Regions from separate parts of the Mus musculus genome. Here region 2 is linked to region 1. A link is a contact called in public HiChIP or PLAC-seq data. All regions are on one chromosome and are shown on one strand. The core of a region is the stretch at or near the end of the contact, and the rest is flanking DNA. Distances in the headings are between cores, read along the strand shown.

The links. HiChIP or PLAC-seq counts read pairs in DNA pulled down with a chosen protein or histone mark.
Region 2: a contact with region 1 is called in an H3K4me3 HiChIP or PLAC-seq map of pro-B cells, with 4 times the contacts expected there. The contact joins the enhancer-like site here to the promoter of Vmp1 in region 1. A contact is called at or near these places in 2 of 39 promoter capture datasets (cranial neural crest and pre-B cells), 2 of 484 Hi-C or Micro-C datasets (megakaryocyte-erythroid progenitors and neural progenitor cells), 2 of 115 datasets of contacts at active chromatin or transcription factors (embryonic forebrain and pro-B cells) and 1 of 9 other capture datasets (liver).

Annotation. Positions count from the first base shown.
Region 1 is chr11:86,679,858-86,687,170 of GRCm38.p6, reverse strand. Vmp1 (vacuole membrane protein 1) reads left to right here and starts at 3,335. Exons shown (of 12, transcript NM_029478.6): 1 at 3,335-3,431. It overlaps Ptrh2 (peptidyl-tRNA hydrolase 2), which reads right to left and starts at 3,097. Exons shown (of 2, transcript NM_001098810.3): 1 at 3,048-3,097.
Region 2 is chr11:86,223,822-86,231,134 of GRCm38.p6, reverse strand. It overlaps Ints2 (integrator complex subunit 2), which reads left to right. Exons shown (of 25, transcript NM_027421.3): 16 at 1,830-1,934; 17 at 4,333-4,497; 18 at 5,991-6,192. All of the region lies in intron 2 of Brip1os (BRCA1 interacting protein C-terminal helicase 1, opposite strand), which reads right to left. Among named protein-coding and RNA genes, the nearest start is that of Brip1os, 26 kb to the right of the region's middle. Within about 2 kb of position 4,279, at least 12 of the 459 cell types and tissues checked have an H3K27ac peak or open chromatin away from gene starts, as enhancers often do. A contact at or near this core is called in pro-B cells, where this site is marked.

The DNA.
Region 1 (7,313 bases), core at 2,086-4,585:
CGGGCCTCCCTGGCATTGGAGCTACAGGCATGTCCCACCACAGCTGACTCTGCTTTGTTTGATTGTTTATTGTTAAGGTGGCTTTTGAAAGTGGGTCTAACATAGGCCAGCTTAGCTTTGAACTCCCCAGGAAGCCAAAGCTTACCAAACTGCTTATCTTCCTGCCTCCACTTCCCAGGCACTTGTGCTAGGAATCAAACCCTGCATTCATGCATGTCAGACAAATACTCTACCAAATCTTTAATTACAGTTCTTAGTCACTATACAGATAAATACCATAAAACTCATTTATAGATCAGGTAGGCACATGAACTATATAGTTCAAAACCAGGACAAAGTTTATAGTAGAAACTTTAGATGGTTCAGCTATCTATTTAAATCCAAGTGAATTAGTAATTACAAGTGTGTTAGAGTCTGTATATGTGCTTTGATTATTCATAGGGTTATATGATGTAAGTATTAGCTCCCAAAATGAGAGGTCATTTTATAATGCAAAGACACTGATCTGGATGTAGGATTATTTAAAGCATAAATATTTTCTCAGGGATACCAGCCACATGGTTGGTGTGCTGGAGTTCTAAAGACAGTAACAATGAAAAAAAGAAGCAACAAATGATGGTTGTCTGGATTAGACTTGGTTAGAAGCATAGACCTTCCAGAGTGCTGAAATAAATCCCAATGAGTAGATAAAAGCCTGACTTTCCTATTAGATTGGCTAGGAAAATCAGAGAGAAAGAGACACCGAAATGTGTATATAAAGAAAATGCACTTAGCCAGAATATATCTTTAGTGTTTGAAGCAGAAACTAAAAACTGATGCCTCTTATTTTCTTAAAGAAAAATGAAACATCAGATATGAAAATATAACAAAGGTTTGGAATAGCTATTAAGGTGAATAAAGAAGTCTAACAGAACTGTGATGGATTTAGGCCTGGGAAGCCATATTCTAAATGTACGACCGTACAGATTTCCCAAGAAGGATCCACTCCAAGTCTAGGAATAACAGGCCTCTCTGATGGATAAAAAAGGACACCAAGATAGAAAGGAACTGGCAAGGGAATGTTTGAAAGCTATGGTGAGTCTATGTGCGTGTGTGTGTGTGTGTGTGTGTGTGTGTGTGTGTGTGTGTGTGTGTATGTGTGTGTGTGTAGCATAGGTGCATACAATACAGATAAGAATGTGTGGAGGTCAGGACACTTCCTTGGAAATGTGTTCTCTTCTTTCACTATGTGGGCCCCAGGGATTAACTTGAGGTTGTAGGCTTGTCTTCACCTGGTGAGGAGGCAGCTCACTGACCCTCTTCTCTCCCTCTCTGCATGCTTGGGGTAGACTCTATAGTGGTTCTCAACCTTCCTAATGCTGTAACCTCTTATAGAATTCCTCATTTTATAGTGACCCCCAACTAGAAAATTATCTCATTTTACCTCATAACTATAATTTTGCTACATTGTATGCTAGGAAACATAATATAAATATCTGATACACAGAATATTTGATATATGACCCCATATGAAGGGGTCACAACCCACAGGTTGAGAACTACTGCTCTTGCGCCTCCTGCATGTTAGGCAAGGACTCTCTGAGCCTCATCCCTGCCTCTGTTTACACTGCACCTTGCTAAGGTTGCCTGGGCTGCTCTTGCCATGGTCCTTTTGCCTCAGCCTTCCCAGTAGCTGGGATTCTAGCTATGTATCCTGAAACCTAGCTCCCTTTTCATAATCTTTTCAAAGTAAACATTGTCTGCCCATTTTAATGAAGAAAGCATTCAAAATCCAAAACAAAAGATGGGGGAACAGAGAACCTAAGACCAAGAGAAGTTAAATACAACAAATGTTTGATAGCTGCCTGCCAGGTAGAATTAGGAGTCCTCACAATTTCTAGGTTGTAAAATAAGCAAATCAGATTTGGGGAAAGTTAACGTCTCTACATAGCGTCTATTACAGGATGGGTAATATACTATTCTATCCAAACTGCTAAAGAACCAGACAGGCTGTCATTGCTACCACAGTTCTTTCTTTTTGTGTTTCATTCTTGAGTTTTGTGCACCACTCCCTGCTGACTTTTAAAACTTTAAACCTTCCTCTGAGTTATTTAACTCAACTTCCACCCACTGCTCACCTGACCTTTCTCACAGTTTGCAGTCTCCTAAGCAAAACTACCTATTTGCCTGGAAATATGGATAATATTACACACACGTACATAGTTGGCCCTTCTGTCTGTCCCTATGCTGTCCAATGTGGTAGAGATTAGTGTCACAGAGCAACATATGGCTAAATATTCTTGATCTGCCTTTTCCTGGAAACGGCAACTATGCCTTTGTTTCCAAAGGCTATTACTGACCACCTTGCAACCATGTCTTACTTCAGAGGGTTGTTATGACCAACTTATGTTCACTTTCCGCTGCTATTAACACTGTTTATATGCCAAATCCCCCATTTGGAAACCAATACTCCTGAACTATAAAAATCCTTATTTTCCCCATGTCCAGTGCTGATCTCTTGAACACTGCCTTTTGGGAGAAATAGTCCGTGTAAACGAATAATAATAATAAAAAGTTTGCTTTAATTAATCTGGCCATGATTTGGGTCAGTGGTCTTCCACTTCGAATCCATGAGATTAACAATAGCTTCAGAGTAGAGCGCTTTGCTCACCATGCACAACGTGCATGCACCGCAATACCAATAAATAAAAATACTTTTGAATCCATCTTTAGAATTCTTTTCCTTTTCCAAGCTGGGCTCAACAATTCGAAGACGGATATTTAAAATGTATAGTGTGAGGCCTGTTCTCCATTTTTTTCACGCTAGGGTAGCGTATCAATGCCACCTCTAAGAGGAGGTGTTGCCAGCGACTAAAATTCTGGGTTCTATCTTGGCTTCTTCCAAAGGTTTGCAGAGTAGGCAAGGCAGGCAGCAGCCACGGGGCGGAAGACAATTTATGAAGTAGCTAGGGGGAGGCCGACCGTGGGGTAAGATGATAAGATGCTTTTCAGTAGAGCCATTAAGAACTACACTCCTCTGCACCGTCCTAGAAGGAGTCGAGACTTACCTGGAGCTCGTCTCGCTCACCTCGCAGGTCTCCAAGCCAGAACAAGGAACACGCTTCGCGCGCGCCACCTACTCCTTCCGGGTTTCCTGAAAAACTAGTTCCGGATCAGAAACTACGAAGCGCAGTCATCCTTCTTCTTGTCACACCCACAGAGCCCGAACCGAGAAAGCCGAACCGAAATCCCGCGAGGAACCTCCCGGTGGCCGAAAGGAGGGGGTGGGGGTGGGGGAACGTTTCTCTTTTGGAGGCGGGCTCCTTAAAGGAGCCGGACCGGAAGTGACGCGAGCGAGTTCCGGTTGGCTGGAGCCCAGCGGCGGGTGTGAGAGTCGGTGTTGTGAGCCGCTTCCAGGATCCTGCGATCCGGAGAAGCCGGGGTCTGAGCGGGTAGGTGAGCGAAAGCGGGGAGTCCGGAGCCCAAGCCGAGCTTTCCCACAGCTCGGCCGCTTCCGCAGCTCCCGCACTTGGGTGATGCAGACGCAGAACACGCTGGTTTCCACTTGAGATGGCTCAGGTCACTGCTGACTGGCTGTGTCAGCTGGCGGTGGCCAGGTTATGTGGGACACCTCTCCGCGCTTGGTTACCGGGACATTGAACCCAGACACTCGCGACAGTTCGTTCCAGACCTGGAAGCCGGCTTTGGCTTTCTCAGAGAACCTCACTCCCGAGCTGTCCAGAGCCTTGGGTTAAATGAAGAGGGTCTTCGCTGCTGCTGATTCTCAGGACCTTTCAATGGGTTTTTCTCCTCCCGGGCCACTAGCGCAGTATGCTAAGTATATCTCCGAGAAACGAAGGTATTCGGGTGTACCGACAGTGCAGAGTAGTCAAAGGAAGGGGTCATTACCTCTCAGAGTTATTGCTGTGGACCCACTCAGCTTTTCCTAGGACTGTCATTTAAAAAAAAAAAAAAAAAAAAAAAAAAGAGGGCTCTCCGCTTTTTCCAAAACCTTGATCCCCAACATTTTTATTTCCCCGCAGTGGAAGTACTTGCAGCAAGATAGGGACTTAAAGGTCTTTACGATTCCAAACAGTGTATGGGCTTAGCGGGTTAGGCAGCTATGGGTTGCTTATGACCTCCAGTTGATTTTATGTAAACATCTTTTGCTTTTCTACTCCAGCAAAGAATCCAGGAATGCATAGATCGGCTGTGTATGTGTCTATTGGCAATGTCATTCCTTACCTTTCAGTTCTTTCTTGACGCTTGTGAGAGGTTTCGTAGACAGATTGATCATTTAGAGAACCTTTTCCAGTGTTTCTCTTGGCCTAATGAAGAATTTAATTCCAACTGTTTTAGTTCATTTTTTGAGATGGGGTTTCTCTGTGTAGCCCCGGCTGTTCTGGAACTTGCTCTGTAGACCAGGTCCACCTGCCTCTGCCTCCCGAGTGCTGGGTCCGGCTATATTCCAGCTGTTATTGTCTGAGAATTGTGTTGTCCTTGGGTCTGATTTTAGGGAAGAAGCTTATTTACTACGCTGTATTTTTGTATTGGAGGTGATGTTTTTGTTGACCTTTGGGAGAAAGATGCTGGCGTACCAGACACATGATCAGTTGGAGTAGATGCAAAGTGATTCTGAAGTGGGAATCTCTTCTGCTTAACTTATTTGCCTAGGTTATCTAAAACACAGATGCATTTTAAGGGGTTTATCCTTGGATACATTTAACAATACAATTAAATCCCTGAGGCACGCATTCCAGAAGAAAATAGCCACATATCTGAACTAAGCTGGCAAATGGTTTGGTGCTGTTTCCCAATTTACCTACAGCTAGTTTAAATCTGTTTGTTTCCTATTGTTTTTAGTTTTGAGTTCTTGAACTGTTTTACACTTGTCAGTTTTGTTTTGTTTTGGGTTTGTTTATTTGTTTGTTTGTTTTGTTTTTTTGAGGCAGGGTTTCTCTGTAGCCCTGGCTGTTCTGGAAGACAGCCTGCTCTGTAGACCAGGCTGGCCTTGAACCCAGCTAAATCCTTTCTTATCTGCTGTTTGGTGTGTTATCCCTGGTTTGTTTGCTTGCTTGCTTTTTGTAGTTGTTTTTTTACTTTTCCAACAATTTTTTTCTTCTTTCTTTTTTCTGTTTGTTTGTTTGTTTGTTTGTTTGTTGTTGTTTTGAGACAGGGTTACTCTGTGTAGCCCCTGGTGTCCAGGAACTCACTCTGTAGACCAGGCTGGCCTCAAACTAGAAATCCGCCTGTCTCTGCTCCCAAGTGCTGGGATTAAAGGCATGCGCCACCATGCCCGGCTTCCAACAATTTCTTAATGTTGGCTCAAATCACTACTTTTTAGGACTTCTAAGGTCATTACAACTCATTTTATTTTTGAGTCAGGGTCTTATTATATAGCTCTGAGTAGCCTCAAAGTCACAAGAGATCCACCTGCCTCTGCCTCTTGAGAACTGAGATTAAAGGCCACTGTACTCGGAAAGATAATTTATTTTTAAATCAGATGACCTGGATTAAAGTCTGAGCTCCAGCACTTACTGAGTGATGATTGGCAAGTTACCCGGCATTCAGAGCTGCTCTAGATTGTGTTGATAAAAGGACTCACTTTATTTCATATGACTGTCATTGTGTCTAGTGAGATGGTATTTGTGAAATCACTTTTTGTTTAGAGAGCTAGAAATACGTAACTGTAGAATATGTTACTTTGAAGTATTGCAAAACTTGCTGATTTATATCATGTTTTTTATTAACCTGAATATATTATTACCCATATTTATAGTGATAGTTTTTGCCCTACTTTTGAACACAAGAAAGCCAGCCAAGAGTGGCCTGAAATTAGTCATCTTAGTTAATAAGTGACTAGAAGATGAGCATAGCTATGCATTTAAGAGTTTAAGTCTGACTTTTCTCAGCAATGTATTATCAGTTGAAAATTCCCAAGTACAGAAGACGTTTTTGTTCTGGCAGAACACCAATGAACATAAATTAAAAATTAGTCAAGTATAATTAACTAATCATTAGAAGTTGTCTACTTTTGCTTACATTTAGTAAGAATCATTATTTACTGAAACCAACATTTTTGAATTGTAGTTACGTCTTGTGAATCCATGGTAGCACCTTCTAGTTTAATAGAGGGGAACCTTAGGACCCAGAAACAATCAGTAATTGGCTGGCCTGAGGACTTCTAAAGTAGGCAGAGCCAGAGCCTGACCTAGGCTGAGTTCCTAAGTGTTCTTTCCATTCTTATGAAGTTGTCCTCAGGCATCCTGATAAGCTTTAGCAATAGCCTAGTTTATGTAATACTGTTTGCTTTGTATGAAAGAGGGTTGTGTGTTGTATGTTTGTGCTACCCTCCCTTCTTTAGTCTTGTAAATTGTAGAGACACTAACTTCTTAGTGAGAGTCACAGGAAAAGAAAGCCATGGTGTTTGGAAGACTGGGATAGGAGCGTATTGCGCTCAAAGCCAGTCTGGATGTACTGGATAGTAAGACCCTGTCAGAGGAAAAGATTAAAAGTCTTCAGTAGGATGTAGTAAGGAAAGAAAATTACTTATATTTTCCAGAATATTCTCAGTCCACAATCACATTCTATCAGGTATTGTGAAATGTCACTTAGTAGTAGTGACAGAGTTCCTGTAACATATCTCTTATTGAGTGTTACTGATATATAGGAGAAACCTGTATTCATTTTTTCCCTCTTGAGATAAAGAACTTTTTGAACGACTGTAAATCTGATATTCTATTTTATTAATTTTTCATCTTCAGGGTCATTTCTGTAACTGCCATTCTAGGTAAAAATCCATTATAGAAGAAGGAGTGATGTGTTTTCAACCTTTACTTCCACTAACTTCACAGAACCCATTTAGTTTCTCCTCTGCTGGGTATTACAGTGCAAGCTCTGCTCGAGGCTCCTAAGTGCTATGGATGGAAGTGAACTCTAGACTAGCAAACCTGAGAAACCAGAAGCGGTGAAGCAATCATAACTTCACTGTGTAGTTCTGATAGCTAATAATCTGCTTTCACATAGACATGGGGGATTTTCTAGAGTGAAGTTGTTAGGAGATACTGCTCAGAATTGAACTGTTGTGTCAACTGTTGTGAGCGCAACTGCTGGCTGTACCCCAACACCTAGACTGCTCTCTCCTTCTCCTAGCTGGCCCGGAACTCCTGATATAGAGCAGGCTGGCCTGAAAGGTACAGAAATCTACCTGCCTCCAGAGTGCTGCGTTGAAAGGGGTGAATTGTCACTCCTTGCTTAAATAAACTTAGAGTGTGTTTTCTCTAGAAACTCTTAATTTGTTTAGGAAGGTGACTTTGAATAGAGTTTGCTGAACT
Region 2 (7,313 bases), core at 3,030-5,529, 460 kb after region 1:
ATAAATAAATCTTAAAAAAAAAAAAAAAAGAGTGCAAGCAGTTGTGAGTCACTGATGTGGGTGCTAATGCTCTCAATCACCTCTCCATCTCTCTAGCCCTGAATTTTTAAGATGAAAAAGAGACATGTTATTCTCTTGCTATTGAGAGGTGTGTCCTGCAGAGAGGGGTTGTTGAAGCCAGTCTCTGCAGTTACATCCTTGATGAATAGGAAGAGATGAGAGAGAAGACCTTTTCCTGGTAGGAAACACCCTGGTTAGGCGGTTTTCTCTGGTCTAGTTTTTGTCTTCCAAGGGTGTAAAGAACTTCACGCCATTGTTGAGAGGTTTTTGTCAGTAGCCAAAAGATTATTTGCCCCAAATATATTCTTACCTGTGATATTATGTGTAATCTCAGCACTTCACTTTTGGTTTTATTCTTATAAGAAACATTAGCAGCCACCTGCTAGATATAGAAGCTAGGACAGGAACTCTGAAATCTGAGGTAGAATCACATATTAGATTGTGATAGCTGTTAAACTACATCAGTGTATATTCATTGTTTATTTAAAAATACTTATGCACATGTGCATGTATATGTATATTGATTCTAGTTAAATCCTCATTTAAAAATATTTTAGAGATAAAAATTGTACATATTTATATTATTTATAGATTTAACTATCCTCAAGAAGATGCATAGTAAATAAAGAATTTCCTGTGTACTTATTACTTAGTTGAAATGTGAATATTCCTTGTATATTTCAAATATTTGTACCTGAAACACTGTGCTATTAGCTGGGCATAGTGCTGCACACTTGTATCAAAATTACCTCAAAGCAAGCTGCTTTTCTAGTATAAAAAGTTTCAGATGTACAATTTTTATTTGATTTTTGTTTTTGAGGCAGAGTCTCTTGTAGAGGCTGGTCTTGAACTCTCTGCCCAGCTGAATTGTGCCTGAACTCCTCATCCTCTTGCCTCTACCTCCCAAGTGAGTGGTTCAAATACAGGTGTGAGCTTCCATGTCTGGCCACAGTCTTACTCCTCAGTAGCTACAAGTACTGGAGGTGCTTAACTCACCCTCCAGCTTCATGTCACCTAAAAGAAAGTCTCGCCGTTCTCTACTCTGTCCTGTTACATGTAAAATATGCTTCTTGGTCACCAACAGAACAAGATTCATTGTTTCATTGTCTGGTACTTGGTAAACTGGTGCTCAGGTACCACCATGCCCACCCAGCGAGGCAATTTCAAGTGGCTAAGATTATAGTTGTGTATTTTATTTATTTATTTACTCATTCATTCGTAAAATTGTTTAATGATATAGTTTTATTTTATGTACATTGATGTTTTACCTGCATGTGTGTCTGTGTGAGGGTGTCAGATCCCTCAAACTAGAGTGAGAGACAGTTGTGAGCTGCCTTATGGGTGCTAGGAATTGAACCCCAGTCCTCTGGAAGAATAGCCAGTTCTCTTAATAGCTGAACCATTTCTCCAGCCCTTTTTTCTCACCCCATGGTGTTCTGTAATTTACATTAGTATCATTAAGCTCTAAGTCTGTGTTCATGACTTCTTTAGACTTCCTAAATATATGTGGAAAAATCTCCACTGAGTTTTTTTAGTGAATTCTTCTTTGCACTAAAACCTCCCATGATTTTGTTCCAATTCCAGGCATTTCCTAGGTCTTGCCTTATGTTTTTCCTTTATAGTCACTATAATTTGGTTGTTAATTTTTATCTGTTATACTTTCATATATCAAGTGAATTAAAAGTACCTTCAAAGTGTCTTTATTCCCATTTGTTTTGAAAGTTAAGATTTGTCTCTGATACTCTTTTATTTTATACTTTTACTGACAGCTTCCATGCAGAGGAAACCCAAATCATATTCTTCTTCTTTAATGGACCAAATTCCTATCAAGTTTCTTATTCGGCAGGCTCAAGGACTGCAGCAGGAGTTGGGAGGTATTCATTTTTCATTTGCTAAGTTTTATTGATATGATATATTTTACTGCTTATGCTATAATTTGTAGTAAGTATTCATTGTTATAAATGTAAACAGTTGAAGACTAAAGATGCTTTTTGTTCCCTTGCTGAATCCATTACCTCATTTCCTACAGATCACTACCCCCTAGAAAACTCCAGTTTTCAGTTTGACATTCATTTTAATTTTAAGTCATTTCTTTTCATATAGGATGACCCTAATATGATGGCTGATATTTGAGTGTTGGGGTACAGCTTGGTAGTAGAGTGCCTGCCTGGCATGTGTGATGCCCTGGGTTCATTCCCAGCACCACACACGACACATGGGTGCCCACCAGTACATACTTCTTATTCCCTTCATCTTATTAGGAGCTTATTTGGATATAACCCTATTGCAAACTTCAGTATGTCAAGTTCAAAATGCATTTGTGGTCAAGTATGGTGGCTTAGCCTTTAATCACAGCCCTTGGCAGGCTGAGGCAGTCTGGTCTACATAGTAAGTTCCAGGACAGCCAGATCTACATAGTGAGACCCTGTCTCGAAAACAGAACAAAACAAAACAAAAGGTAAAATTATTTGCCTCCTCTAAGCAACAGAATACTGAAGCTCAGCAATGCAATGCACTTCAGCGTAGTGCCTGTTTTCTGTCGTGATTGTATGGCTGGCTCACTCTGAGTTGCCCACTGCTGCTGCCTGGCATAACAGGAGAGTTTCTCATATTGCTAGCCTTGTACGATTTTAGAGTAAAGCCAACTGTACTTCCTTAACACTGTAAAGTTAAGAACTCATCAGTCTAACTGTCTAAAGCTGCAGACCTAGAGAATGACAAGTTCATACGGTTGAAACTAGTAGAAGCTCACATAATATTTTAAAAAGGTGGATGATATTATACACTACCTCCTTTTTCTCATGTTTCTCTTTTCATTGAGATTTGCACTCAGGGCAGTATGTGAATTAAGCTAGTACTATACCACTGACATATCTTCAGCCCTCTGCCTCTGCTGAGATATCAGCCCGTGTAGATCTACTTCATTATTTGAAACTGTTCCATAATATTCCATGATATTCTAATATGTATATAATAGTCTGGTTGTAAATATTGGTAAATAGACCTGTGAGAGTTTTAGAAACTTGATGTTTCTTAATAGCCACCTTTCATGTAACAGCGTGGTTTTCCTGTCTTTCTTTGCTGTGGTTGGTTTGGAATACGAACATGAGCCTTCATTGGACATGGTAGCCAGATAGATAGCTACATTTATTATAGCTTTACATAGTCTGTTTCTTTAAAAAACAAACAAACAAACAATATTTGGCAGTAACATGTTTTACTGAAAAGAGTATAATATGTAGATTGTTTGCACTTTTCTGTGTCTGTTGGTAGTAGTTTTAGTTGTACATATGTTTAGAAATTTAAAGTTCAGTAACACTTGATTATTACAATGCCTTTTTGAATGTAGAAACATCAGTTTTAGGCAGTCTTGATGGTTAGGCATGGTGGCACACGAAAATCTTAGTACTTGAGAACCTTTTTTCTCTTCTGAACTCCTAAAAGACTGCTGTGTTAAACAGCTTTCACGATGAGTGTCAAACAGTGGGGTGAAGTAGAGGAAAGCCAAGAAAGATTAGCGCAAGGAGTTTGTTTTTAGTTTTGTTTTTAGGTTTTTTGAGACAGGGTTTCTCTGTGTAGTCCTGGTTGTCCTGGAACAAACTCTGTAGACCAGCCTGGCCTCGAACTCAGAAATCTGCCTGCCTCTGCCTCCCAAATGCTGGGATCAAAGGCATGTGCCACCACCGCTTGGCGCAAAGAGTCATTCTTGACATACTGTGAAGTAGTTTTCTTGGGGACTTTTATTTAAAATGCTACACAGATTTTTTTTTTCTTAAATTAAAAAAATTTTTTTTGACTACTAATATTAAACTTAGGCCCCTATACACATAAAGCAAGTCCTCTGTCATTGATCTATCCCCTCAGTCCTTGTTTTGAGGTAATATCTCACTAAGTTGTCCAGGCTGGCCCTGAGCTCAGTGTGTAGCTGAAGCAAGATAGGACTGTACAGCTTCAACCTTCTGAAAAGCTTGGATTCTGCTCCAGGCCTGGCTAGAACTTCTTAAACTGTGGTCTACACTTGCAGAAGTGGGCGTGGCTAGAGCTGGGCATGGCATCTAGAGCCACAGTTGAGCCCTAGCTGGGCATGGCATCTTCACTATGCATGTACAGCAAGTTTCCTTAACTCCCGATGCTAGTGGGTGGGCCAGTGAGGTGAGAAACACCGTTAGTACACACCGCTGCTCCTTATGCTTGCTGGCTGCTAAAATCAGGAGGGGGGAGATACTGTTTTGAGAACTGAGAGTCCAGTTAACTTCCTGTTTTGTTTTTTAGGGCTGCATTCAGCTTTACTACGTCTTCTAGCAACTAATTATCCACATCTGTGTATTGTGGATGACTGGATCTGTGAGGAGGAGATCACAGGGACTGATGCGCTGTTAAGGCGAATGCTCCTGACAAGTAATGCCAAAACCCACTCTCCGAAACAGCTGCAGGAAGGTACAGTAACCGCTCATTCCCCTCCCACTACTGCTGTACAGAGGGGCTGGGCAGACTGGAATCCTATACTGTAACAAGCAGGTGTCTTTGGCGGTAAGGATTTCTAACCATCTCTTTGCTATGCTGGGAATTTCGTTGACATGTTTATAGCAGTTTTGGATTCTGTGTTATATCACTAAGAAGATTTAGAAAATTCACAAACTGGTTAGAAATAAATACAGTAGATCAAGGCAATGTACTTGCTATTAATGGGTAATGTTCCAGATTAGTGTCCCCAAATACAAATAGTGTGGGCTACATGTTAACATTGCATTAGCTGTATTAAAAAGTTTCAGTTCACAAGTCTTCTGAATACAATTACACAATCAGTGTAAGGATTGTTGTTGTATAATCTTTACTTGTGTTTGCAGTGACAATGTAGGCCTTGGCGCCCCACCCAAACCCAACCTGAATTTTTGTTGTTGTTGCTCTTGAATTCTTTAGCTGTTATTTCTAAGTCTTTTTCTCTTTTCCCTTTGGAGCTGCAGACTGAATCTGGGCCTTTTGTGCGTTCTGGGCCTGTGCTCTGCTACTCAGCTCTACCCCCAGCTCTTGAGGTCATTGTCTTTTTGTTTTCTCTACACAACTGAAGAAATTGTGAGCCAGTTGTCTTTGACATGTGGATTTTGGACCCAGATACAAAGTGACACGATGTTCTTTTCAGCTTTGGCTAGTTTTCTCCACATTCCTTTCAGGTTCTGTTGGTTTTCCAGGGTGACGTACATGCATGACTACCTGTTTCCCTTGAAGTATAGTTGGTTGGCCATGACCGGCTAGGTGTAGATATAGATATAGTGTTGTTCATGATGGCAACAAAATGAATTAGTTTTCCCATTTGTTATTTACTTTATGCATGTTAGCAGGATGTAATTAGTGACACTCTAGTAGAGAGATAATTCTAGATATTTAATAACAGCAATCTGCTGGATGCTAATCTTCTGTAATTGGACACCTAGAAGAAAGTATCAAGGAGCCTGAAACTTCCAAATTAATAAACTACACAAGCGGTTACCCCCAAAAATGAGGTTAGCTATTGTGTCACTACTAGGATTTTTAAAATGAACTTTATGAAATAACATCTGTACTTTCATGGAGTTTCACTTATTTTTATTACATTCTAATTTATTTGTTTAGTATATGTTTGTGTGGGGTCTTGCACATGCCATACTGCACATGTGGAAGTCAGGATAACATGAGGGAGCTGATCCCATCCTTCATGTGTGTGCAGGGATGGAACTCAGCTTGTCAGGCGTCACTTGCCTTGACCTGCTGGGCCATCACCTGCTGCTAACTGGGAAGTTTTCTAATGGCTTTAATGTTAGCTTCAGTGAAAAAGTAGCTGTGAGTGGAAGGCTTTCTTGATTTGTTTCATTCCTACTTTTAAGAAAGCAGCATTTATCTCTACTTGGTAAACATTATAGGATTTAGGAATGATTGCAAAATGTTGTCTTTAGCATTTTCAGCTGTCCCTGTAAGTCACACACAAGTGATGCAGATTATGGAACACTTGACTCTACTTTCTGCCAGTGAACTTATTCCATATGCAGAAGTACTAACGTCCAATATGAACCAGCTGCTGAATTCTGGGGTTCCACGGAGAATTCTTCAAACTGTCAACAAGTTATGGATGGTTCTTAATACTGTGATGCCAAGAAGGTAAATTCTGTCTACTGCTTTATGGACCAGAGAAAGTGTATAGCTTTGATAATGCACGGGGAACTTAGTTGTTAGAAAAATGCTCACAAGACCAGTCTTATTAATGGCTTTGAGTATGTAACAATAAAATTCCTTTCTGAAGATGACTAAAGATATTACATTGGGGTGCAGTGTTGCTTATCTTTAATCTCATCATGAATTTAGGAGGAAGAACAGGCAGAGCTAAGTCTGAGGAAGGCATGGTCTGTTATAGTAACTTGTCTCAAAAAATGGTTACATTTTAAAGAAAAAAGTATACTTTAAGAAATAAAAACTATTAGCAATTTGAGAACGTGTTTGAAGGTATTTTCCTCTGTGTAGTTATTTGTAGTTAACTGATTTGGATCATCATGTCTTACATCACTGCTGTGGTTCCAAATTCTGTTGCACCCTGAACCATTTGGACTGGCTTTAAAACCCTGATTCCCAGGCTGCAATCTATGCAGTTAAACCTGAGCGGTGCAGCAGGATCAAGGCATACGTTGTAAGAACAGATTCCTCTGGTGCAGCAGAGTTTGGAGAACAGGGTATGCCTTCACTGTGGTTATCAGTTGGCTGGCTCACAGATTGTGTCAGGCCAGTCTCGAGACCAGAACACTGGTCTGACTTAGCTGAGAGCATGGTTTAGTAGGTCTGGGAACTGCGGATGGTTGTTCTTTCTAAATTCAAGGATTTTGTTGCTATGAATGTTTGTTTTGGTTTTTCAAGACAGGCTTTCTCTGTGTGGCCCTGGCTGTCCTGGAACTCACTCTCTCTGTAGACCAGGCTAGTCTCTAACTCAGAGATCTGCCTGCCTCTGCCTCTCATGTGCTGGGATTAAAGGCGTGTGCCACCACTACCTGGCCTAAATTTAAGTTTTACTTTACATCAAATTAATAAATACACATAGTAATACTTCACACTTTTCTATTTTAGAGTCTGCTTACCCAGAGGAAACCATTATTCAGCTTAAAAAAATTCTAGCATTTACATTTTGTTCCTTATAGCTCAGGAATAGGCTTATAACAAGTACGGCTTCTTGATTTTCTAATTTAGACGTGGTTTGTAAAGTTTAGCAGCCTGACCGGCTTCCTTCCTGTGAA